2 separate regions of the Rattus norvegicus genome follow, and region 1 is linked to region 2. Evidence: chromatin contacts called from public Hi-C data. All regions are on one chromosome and are shown on one strand. The core of a region is the stretch at or near the end of the contact, and the rest is flanking DNA. Distances in the headings are between cores, read along the strand shown.

Evidence for each region. Hi-C and Micro-C count contacts between places; a contact is called where the count stands out from the background.
Region 1: a contact with region 2 is called in a Hi-C map of Schwann cells, with 2.9 times the contacts expected there. The contact joins two enhancer-like sites. A contact is called at or near these places in 3 of 12 Hi-C or Micro-C datasets (the Rat2 cell line, Schwann cells and mammary epithelial cells).

Annotation. Positions count from the first base shown.
Region 1 is chr4:134,176,518-134,181,798 of GRCr8, forward strand. No RefSeq gene overlaps it. Among named protein-coding and RNA genes, the nearest start is that of Prok2, 260 kb to the left of the region's middle. Within about 2 kb of position 2,079, at least 8 of the 93 cell types and tissues checked have an H3K27ac peak or open chromatin away from gene starts, as enhancers often do.
Region 2 is chr4:134,090,921-134,096,352 of GRCr8, forward strand. LOC103692198 (a long non-coding RNA gene) reads left to right here. Exons shown (of 3, transcript XR_001837651.3): 3 at 1-4,603. Among named protein-coding and RNA genes, the nearest start is that of Prok2, 180 kb to the left of the region's middle. Within about 2 kb of position 1,656, at least 5 of the 93 cell types and tissues checked have an H3K27ac peak or open chromatin away from gene starts, as enhancers often do.

The DNA of each region.
Region 1 (5,281 bases), core at 829-3,328, 86 kb after region 2:
GAGGTCACAGTCAGTCCTTGCCAGGTGAACCTTGAACATTTCTCAGCATGGCAACTTGCCTCTGCAGAGCTGGCAAGGGGGAGAGTTTGCAGCGAGATGTAGTAAAGAAACTGTGAATGGTACGGCCTTCACCTTGGCTTCGTTTTGTTGCTTAAAAGCAAATGGCCAGTTCAACCGTATTCAAGAAGAGAGGATATCTTCTGGGCATTAGTACCAGGAGAATCACCAAGGTGGTTTGCCAGACTGTGCTGTCCTGTCTCCCCTGTGGCCCCAGCATCACCTATGTTCAGGCTGACTACAGTTGTGACTTCAAATGCTGCTTTGGAGCTTAGGTTTTACTCAGTATATTCCCTTGGTTATGTTGGCTGCTATGGTTAACATCAAAGACTGGGTCATGTAAATAACAGATAATGATGGCTTGCAGTTGTAGAGGCAGAGAAACTCAAGACCAAGTTGCTGATGGCTTCATTTTCTGCTAAGGGCTCTTCCTGGCTTCTTGCAGATAGATAGCTTCCTTCCCCCAAAAGATGATATATGGTATATTATGTTCTCTCTCTCTCCCTTCCCCCCCCTCTGTGTGTGTGTGTGTGTGTGTGTGTGTGTGTGTGTGTTGCAGTCTACAACATGGATGGAGGTGTGGATTTCATTAAAGGAAGTGGCTAATGTTTTTCAGAGGAAGAGATGTTGATTCATCTGAAATTGGCATCTTTTTTAAAAACACTACCTTCGAATGTAAAGCAAACCTAATCACTTGTTAAGTCTAAGAGTCCAGAGGCTGAGGATGTGAAACAGACTAACAGAAGCAGTGGGAAACCTCCAGAGCTTGGTGTAGATCCAAGGAGAGGTGAGTATGATAAAGCGGGATCTGTGGGGGCCTCTGAGGTCATTATGATGGGGCTGTGTCCAACGAAGGCAATGTAATGGAGAAATGTGGGCGGGCTCTGGAGCATCTCCCTATGAGCAGCAATTTCCAAAACGCCCCTACGGATGCTCACATCTGCCCCAAAGGACCGTGTTGAACACTGAAAGAGAGGTGCCCAGAAGCCCGCATAGTTTTGTATCTAGAGTAATGGTTGGCAAAACTTGTAACAGGCTCCTCTGTTGCCATCACAAAGCCCAGCAAACTTAGTGGGATTTGAGCCAGAGAGTTGGCTCAGCATATAAAGGTGCTGGTTGCCAAACCTGACAAACTGAGTTGGATCCTTGGGACCCACCTACACGGTGGAAGGAAATTGTTGACTCCTTTCTGCACGTTGTCCTCTGACCTCCACGTACATGGTACACATGCACATGACACACAGAGAGAGAATTAACATTTTAAAATGTAGCAAACTTAATATGTATGCACAATACATTATCCTTATAGAGTCAAAAGAGGACTCGAATGAAGGCGTTGACAGGTTTGTCTTTCTTCTGGAAACTAGGGAGAATTGGCCCTTGCTCTCCCAAGATCCAGAGGCTCTCTGCAGCCCCCACTTCATCTTGCAAGCCAAAGGCCAGGCATACAGCATCTTTCTCCCCTGGTCTTACCTTCCCTCTATTCCTTAACTTGGACAGTCATGCCTCCCTCTTGCAAGGAGCCTTGTGTTAATATTGGGTGCACTATGGTCGTCTAACATCTTAAGAGTCCTACTTTGGTCATAATCACAAAACCCACTTTACCATATAAGATCTTCTGATCCCCAATGTTTGCATGTGTCTCAGCCTCACTGGTCCCATTCCTCTCAGCACATTCCAGCACTGGTTCAAGTCCAAAGTCTCACCTTGGTCTCATCAGTCAACTCTCAAATGGCATCATCTCATCCCATTCAGATGGGAGTAAGACTCAGGCAGATTCTAACTGGAGGTAAAGATTCTTGTCATCTGTACACGGGGGAAAGAAGTCAGTGAGTGGTCTCAGCTGCCCCTAGATGACAGCACGTCCTGTGGCTTTTCTGTGGAGGTGTGAACAGACACCCACTCACCCCAAACAGGGCACCAATGACAGATCCCAGAAACCCTTCCACACATGTCCAGTTTAGTGACCAGTAAATTTCCTGGGATGACTCACGGGCGGCTGCATCACTGAAAGCTCACCCAGACATGGGTAACCACTCAGGGAAGCTTCATCCCTGGGGTTGCAGCACAACTCAGGCAGCTGGGTACACTGAAAATAAAAATCTCCTTTCCTTGGCAATCATTGTACTTATCTGAGATCAAGGAGGAACTTCCGCTCTTGTGACTTTGTGACTTCGTAAGCCTGGTAAGTTAGGTGAATTCCTCGGGTGCCTCTAAGAGGGAAGGTTTTAATTTAGAGGAAGTGACTAAGTAATGCATAATAAACCAGCCACAGCCACACCCACACTCTCTCAAACAGGCATTGAAGGAAAAGGAAGGGGCTAGCCCTAAGCAGGTTGTAAATCCAGCAAAACCCAAGCAGGTTCAGGACCTGGCTCTTGGCTCTACCCTCTGGGTTCATGGCTCATTTTCAGAGTCATCCTTCCTTCCTCAGGAAGGGTAGCATGACTTTCAGTTGTTGTCATAAAAACATGGACAACAAGCAACTTGAGGAGGAAAGAAATTATTTGGCTTACCGTCCACCTTTGAGGGAAGTCAGGGCAGGAACTCAAATGGGTGTATCAGGAACTGTGGAGTCCTGATTACTGGCTTGCTCTCCATGGCTTGTTCCCCATGGTTTGCTCAGATAACTTTCTTATACAACCCAGGATCACCTGCCTAGGGTAGGCACCACTCACCCCTTCCACATTAACAACCAGTCAAGGACATATCCCACAGACAAGTCTACAGGCAAGGCTGATGGAGAAAATTCCTCACTTGAGGTTCCCCCTTCCCAGGTGACTCTAGTTTGCGCCAAGTTGACAAAAACTAAACGCCAAAATCACTCCTGTTTGCACCTGGATTGTTCCACGGTCCAGTTTGTTTCCTGTGTATAGAATTTTGGAATTTGACTCCCCTATTCCTCTTGTTCCCTCTTCTTCGGTGCAAGCTGGCTGGGTTTCTGCTGACATACACACAGACTCATTATATCTGTCCTTCAAGGTGTATTGCACCTATTATAACTTTATAAATAAAGTTTTATTGAAACACAAGCACAAAGTGCTTGTTAGTACTTTGTTGTTACTGTATTATTGACAGGCCAACAGGATGGGAAGGGCTACAAGAGGAACCGCCTGGCTCACAAGCTAAGACTCCTCTCTCTCTCTCTCTCTCTCTCTCTCTTTCTCTCTCTCTCTCTCTCTCCCCCCCCCCCCAGCCCTCTGTAAAGAATGCTTGTTTGGTGACTGGCTCCGAGTCAAACCTCAAGAAGCCTTGGGATTTTAGAAACGACAGGCTTGAGTGGGTTGAAAAATTGGTGCTGCGTGGCCTCGATTCTGAGGTGGTGGGATGTGAGAGGAGAAGAGGGGAGAGGCATGAGTGAAGAGAGCGCTCAACTTCAAACGCCAACTTAATCTTCTTGGCCAGTTGCCTTGGAAGCCTGGGGCTGGGATCATTAAGCAGCAAGACGATGAGAAGGAAAACAGTCAATCAAATGAAAAGAAGATGAACGTCATGATGCCCATCTGCACGCTCTGCACCGGAGAGGCCGAGGCAAGAGGATTAGGAGTTCCAGGCCAGCCTGGGCTTTAGAGGGAGATGCTGTCTCAAGACAGGCAAACAAATCAATCACAGAAGGGAAGAAATCCAAGGCGGGCTCGAATGAACGAGGAAAATCATAAGAAGAGCATCACAGCGGGTTCCTCTGTACAGCAGCTCCATACACTTCCTGGCCTTCCTCCCTCCAAAGAGTCCCGTGGGCTCCCATTTTGGCAAGCAATTGCTATGTCCTACCTGCTGGAGCCAGGCCTAGGCGTCTAACAAGCCTTTCCTTTTGCTGTTATGCAGGAGAAGTGGAGCACGTTCCCAGTGAGGGGTTGCCGGGTTTGTTCCTTTTCACAGGAAGACAGTTTGATTAGCTATGTTTTTAAAACCCCTTCACTCTGGAGTTCCTACTCACACCCCATCTCAGGGGATTGTGCCTGACACAGGCTCCGCTTGCCTGGTTGTCAGCTCAGAGTGTTATTTGGCCAAAATGAACCAGAACAAAGAAGACAGGAACGCAGATCAGATCCAGTTGGGGACCTAGACACTAACAGACACTGATGTTCTCTTGCAAAAGAGCTTGCTCTGGGGTAGTTGATGGGAAGAACTAACCACTCCACGGTGCTTTGGAAATGACTTGTTAGAAGGGGCTTAGTTAGGCTTGGGGTTTGGGGTGGAGACAGCATGTCAAATTTGCGGTTTCTCTCTGAACATACACTAGAGGCTCTGGTATCAGATCTGAAATGAAGGTCCTCCCACAACTCCACCGCAGTCTCCTCTACACAGCTAAGGCACGAGTGCAGGAGCAGCTTTCCCTCTGTGCTGACAGACTATCTGAGGCGGGCCCTGCATTCTATTTCAGGAAATCGGACCCCAAAAAACCTCACTCCAATTCCAAAGTACCACAAGCCAGGAGAACAGCAAGCACCCACCTCACACAAAGCAGCCCGGCCGCAAGCAAAGCCCCTCATGGTGTCGATGGCAGGCAGAGTCCCTGGCTGAAGTGAAGGTTTGTTCAGTGAGATCAAAGCTGCCTGCTAAATTGGGCTGAGAGGATTATTCTCCCCGCCTCACCATCACACATCTCGATGTGTGTATCATTTACAACCGCCCAGAGGAGGAGCAGCAGCTACAAGGGAGTTTGATTCCAAACACTACACAGCCAAGTTATCATATGGCTTTTAAATATTGAGCCTCAATTCATCGTTTTATCTCCAGATAGGACAGACTTTAAGCAGAGAAACATACACATAGATACACGAACACGCACACACATATGCACATGCACACACACACCTACACACATGCATGCACACATGCATGCACACATACATGTGCACATTTGCATACACACATGCATACACACGCATGCATGCACACACATGCACACACACACATACTCGGCTTTTTTGTGTGCTTTGGTAATGGTCTGTTGTGATGTCATCTAATTTAGGGAATTAGGTTCTGTTGTGGCTCTGCTTTAGATAGGAAATGCCCTCCTCACGAGACCCTCCTACCTTGCTCCCAGACTCACATGTATGAACCTGTGGTCTCTAGCTGGTGGCAGTGTTTGGGAAGGTTGTATAAACTTTGGGGTGTGGGGGCCTGCTTTTGATTTCTGCCTCAGTCCTATCTATCACTACGAACTGAACCCAGCTGCCGTGCCTTCCCGGCCAGGATGACCAAAAGCCTTTGGAAGTGT
Region 2 (5,432 bases), core at 406-2,905:
TGTAATATATGATTGTACATGTATATATGATGCTTGTAATATGATTGTCAGTATATATTGATACCCCTTCCTTCAAACCGCAGGCCTAACCTCCTTACCTGGTCATAAACAGTCATGGAGGCTCTCATCTAAGGGAAAACATTTGGTAGAGAGATGAAGCTGAGCAATGAAGAATGGTTCTGTCAGATGGTTCAGTGGTTAGGAGTACTTCCTGTACAAACAGGAGGAGGGCGGGGGTTCAGATTGCAGGACCCACGTAAGAAGACAGTATCCTGCATCCATCTGTAACTCCAGCTCTAAGGACAATGGAGATAGACTCCTTGGGTTGGCTGACTTCCAGCCTAGAGACCCCTCCTCAAAACAAAAGGAGAAAAAGAAAGAGAAACCCTGAGGCCTTCTTCCGGCTTCTGTGGGCACAGGCAAACACATGTATGCAGCGGCTCCTACACTCACACATGCACACAAACAAATAAATAATTAGGAAAAGAATAGTTCTGTGTGCCTCTAATCTCTTGAGAGGCTCACTCTGGGGATGCCAGTGGCCATGCTGTGGCAGCATTCTAGCCGCCTTGCAGGAAGCTAGAACTGAAGCTGCCTGCCACAGCCAGCGCTGACCTGCCCGTTGTGGGGCCGTTGTACTTTGGATCTTCAAAGGCCCCTGTGCTTAAGACCTGGTTCTAAACCTGTGACGCTTTCGTCAGGCACTTGGATGGAGAAGAGGTAGGGCCTGGTGGGAGGAAGGTGGCTGCTGGTGTCCGGTATGGCTTGGAAGGGGATAATGGAATTCTGGCCCCTTCTTTGCTCTCCTTTGTTACCTGGCCACCAGGAGAGAAGCTCTCCCTGCCACATCTCCCCTGCCATGATATGCGATGCCACTATGTCCTCCAGAATAATGGGCCAGCTGAGCAGGGATGCAGCTTCTCACACTGAGCCAAAACAAACCTTTCCTCCTCTGATGCGGAATTCTGTCAAGTACTTTGTGGCAGTGGCAGAGAATGTACACAGTTATCTGAGCCACCCAGGAAGGAGACAGACTGTGTGGCCAGCCCAGGCAAGCATTCAGATGACTGAGGCCTCAGCCTGTGGGGAGAGAAGGGGGTTCAGACACCATGGATCAGACACTAGCTGTCTCCTGTGCCCCATCTCCTCTTCTCTCCTACACACAGGCAAAGAATGTTTCTTCAACAGTTTTAGTATGTATGGAAACTTCTAGAAGTATACCTACTGTGTAAGCCAAGGGGACACATGCATTTAGTTTTGTTTGTGTGTTTTGTGTATGGGACATAGGGTCCCACTATGGTGCCTAGGTTGTTCTGGAAGTTGCTATGTAGCCCAGGCTGGCCTTGAACTCACAATTTTTCTACTTCTACTTAAATACTGGGATTACAGGGGTGTGTGTGTGTGTGTGTGTGTGTGTGTGTGTGTGTGTGTGTGTGCGCGCCACCGTGCCCAGTTTTTACTAAAAGCTGTTTGAAAGGGATTAAAATATCATGATATGTCGTCAAGTGTGTCACTTGTCACACTTACAGCTGCTCCCTTACAGTTACTCTTCAAGTACGTGAGGTGCAGTGGAACTGGGCTGTGTGTGTTGTACAGTTGTAGCCATTTGTTTTCACTGGGACGGATAAGAACCTGACCCTTTCCTGATGTCCCTCCAGGCATCCGAGCCTCTGTATACAGGGCCATAAATAGCACTTCTTCAGTTCCTTCATCCTGGAGTTGGACTGTTACATCTATTTTTAAAACTCATGAGTAGGCACTTTCTGTTTTTAAAGGAGATTTCATTTCCTGTTAGTGAAGGGACATTATAAAATACCAGTCAAGGAAAAGAGTGTGGGACTCTGGGGCACTTCCTAGAGAATACTTTACTGGCCTAGGAAATTATGATTGTTTGTTCTTCGGCTTCTAGAACAAACCCCTTGGCAACCTTCAGAATTATTCCCTCCTGTCTGACTCGAGGAATTTTCTTCTTGAGCTCCAGGAGCCTTCTGCTGTCCCCCAACATTCTGCACTTTCTACTTCCCTCTATAGTGCTTTCTTATCTTGACCTCTCTCTTTCCCCTTGCCTTTTGAAATCTCTTTCATTCCATCCTAACACAGTCACTCTACAAACAAATACAGAGCACACATGTCTATGTCTATACACATGGGGCTCCAGCACGGGGACAGGAGCCAGTTGCCTGTCACCCTCCCCAGAACTTGGGAGAGATTACTCTGCTCATTGAAGACATATTTGAAAACTAATACACGCAGAGAGAGAACCCCCAACAGGCCTTTCATCTTCGCTCTCTCCTGAATTGCTCTCTGCCAGCATTCCGGGTTTCTCTTGTTATAGATACACTGTAGCAACCTCAGAGCTTTCTGCATAGCCTGAAGGCTCAGCAACACAGCCAGTCTTTCCTCCTTCTAGCCTGAACAGCTCCAGAAGCATTCTCTACTGTTTGCACACACCTGATATGTGAGTGCACCTGCCAACTCTCTCCACACTCCCTAGCAGAGGGGGATTGGTACTTGCTGCCACTTCTCTTCCCTGAGGAGTGAAGACAGCATGGGAAATTTAGACCCTGGGCTGCTTCTCTTCAGAGACCACCCTGCTAAGTAATGGGTGACTCCAGGTAACCAGGACCATTAAGACACCGAAATACCCCACTGCCTCTTTCTCTGTGCTTAGCAACAGCCCACTGCGTCTATTAACTCCCTGATAATTGCCTGCCCTCTGCCTTCTTCCTGAGGGCTGGTGTAGTTCAAGGACCCTCCCAGAGACTGCTTCGTCGGCATTTTTCGAGGGGCTGACTTTGGAAGACACAAACACATATACACACATTCATATGGAAACATGTGTTTACACACAAATATAGACATATACACACAAGATACAGGAGAAAGCTTTTTCAGATGTGCTCACAAATGTGCTGCAAGAAGCAGCCTTGTAAAACCATGCTGAACTTTACTTATGTTGTAAAAAAACCAAACAAACAAAAACAAGACAGATTCTCTAGAAGGTTCCTGTAGCCCCTCTTCTCCAATCCCATCCAGATCTTTCCAGATAAGATAATTTGGAAGGGAGCCAGCACGGACACATTTCTGGCCACAAGAGGGCACTCTGCAATCCCCAAAACAGGATATTTGTGGCTTCTTTCTTCTCTCTTTCTTTCTTTCTTCCTTTCTTTCTTTCTTTCTTTCTTTCTCTCTTTCTTTCTACCTTTCTTCCTTTTTAAAGAACCGGCATATGCGTATGGACCCAGGCTAACAGTCAACAGACAATCCATCTTGCAGAGACAGTGGTGGCAAATGGATTTTTAGATAAGGGAGGGAAGCCAGGCACGGCAGCTGTCAAGAGGGGTGAAGTGGAGACGGGGGTTTTGTTCTTTCTTGCAGGTGGATCGTGGAGAGCCTCGGTTTTGTTTGTCCTTACTCAGTAGGTAGCAAATTCCAGCCCTGAGGTTCTTAACTGGGGTTGTCAATAGTGTGCCCTCTTCCACCCTATTGCCTCCAGCCACTGAGCTTAGGAAAACCCTTGTCAGCTCTGCAGCAGGACTAAGCCAGGGTTCAGACAGCAAGTGGTCCAAGTCACTGTTCTGAACTTCTGGTCTACTCAGAGACAAATTGGTGACCAGCTCGGTTTGGCAGAGGTTGCTACAGTTCCTGGTAGGAAAGGCAGCTTGGGATATCAGCTGCCACCTTTTCTCCATCTAGACCAAGGCGGTGTTCCCTAGTGGCACAGCCTCAGATGCAGAGTGTGCTCTAATGGTTATTTGGAAAGGACTCCAGAAACTACTTACGGTGGGGATTGAAGGACAAGCCACTAGATGTTCTCTCATGAAAGTTACTACTGTGAGAGCTCAATTCCACTGGGAAACTCCTGAGCCAGTGCAGGACATGGGCCACTCCCAGAGCTGTCGTTAGTTTTCAGCTGAGAGATTCAAGGGGAGTGGGACTGGCAGGAGGCCCCGGCCATTGCACACAGTCCTTAGGCGAACATGCAAAATGTGTAAGTCTGAGGAGCCGTGGGCGGGCACAGGTGGCTTCGTCCACCTCCTGCCTCCCTGATTGCTTCAGTCAGCCAACACAGACTGCTCACGTCTCTTTCCTGGCTCTGACATCGGCACTAGGGCATCTCATGTCTCCCAGGTTTTCTCAGAGCTCCGGCCAGGGCTCGGCAAATTGACACCCTGTAGCATTAGAGATACCCAATCATTAGAGATACTTATTATGCCATTGGGGAGAGGAGGCAGACTCGCCCACATGGGAAGGAAGCTAGCTGCAGAGCTCTTGGCTTTGGGGGGCTGGAATCACATACTAGGTAGATGTTGGTGTGGCTCCACGGGGTGCTGGGTCGGAGTCATGCTGTGTCTAAGAGTTGAGGCCATAGGACCTCACTGCAAAGACAGTGCTGCGGTTCTCAACCTGTGGGTCGAGCTGTCTTTTGGGGGTCCTGTGTCAAATATCCTGTATATCAGATATTTACACTACGAGTCATAACAGTAGCAAAATTACAGTTATGAAATAGCAACATTAATAATTTTATGGTTAAAGAATATCATAACACTAGAAACTGTTTTAAAGGGTTGAGGGAGTATTAGGAAGGCTGAGAATCACTGGCTTAATGGGTTTAGAGTGGCACTCAAGTGTCTGCATTTCTTTTTTTTTTTTTTTTTTTTTTTTTTTTTTTTTTTTTTGGTTCTTTTTTTCGGAGCTGGGGACCGAACCCAGGGCCTTGCGCTTCCTAGGTAAGCGCTCTACCACTGAGCTAAATCCCCAGCCCCATTTCTTTTTTTTTTTAAGATTTATTTATTTATTATATATAAGTACACTGTAGCTGTCTTCAGACGCACCAGAAGAGGGCATCAGATCCCATTATAGATGGTTGTGAGCCACCATGTGGTTGCTGGGAATTGAACTCAGGACCTCTGGAAGAGTAGTCAGTGCTCGTAACCACTGAGCCATCTCTCCAGCCCAAGTGTCTGCATTTCTAACTAGCTCTCTGATAGTACAGAGCTATGGTCCTCGGGACCAATGGGAAGGGCCTGGTTATAATGAACCGGCACATCTGTGTGAGCCCCTGGCAAACTGTCTAAAGAGATGCTGAAGGAAAGGCCTCTTGGAGTCCCCATGCTCTAGTGAAAGACTTGGTATGATTTCTCATTCTGGCTAACACATTCATACCTACTTTTCTGGGAATGTTTCCCCCATAAAATCTGTTTCTCTTCACAGCAATGTACAGGCCTTGGGTCCTATGAAACCCGACCTCCTCATCTGGGAACATTTGATCACCAACCCACTTAGCGCTCAGAGAAAGGAACTTCCAGCATTTTGATTCTTTCATCAGAGCTCTGGAACTTTCCGTGTCTATCTCCTGCTCCCTAAATTTAGGCAGCCTTCAAAGCGAGAGACCAAACGAGATGTTAAAAAGAAGGAGAAGATGGAAGGTC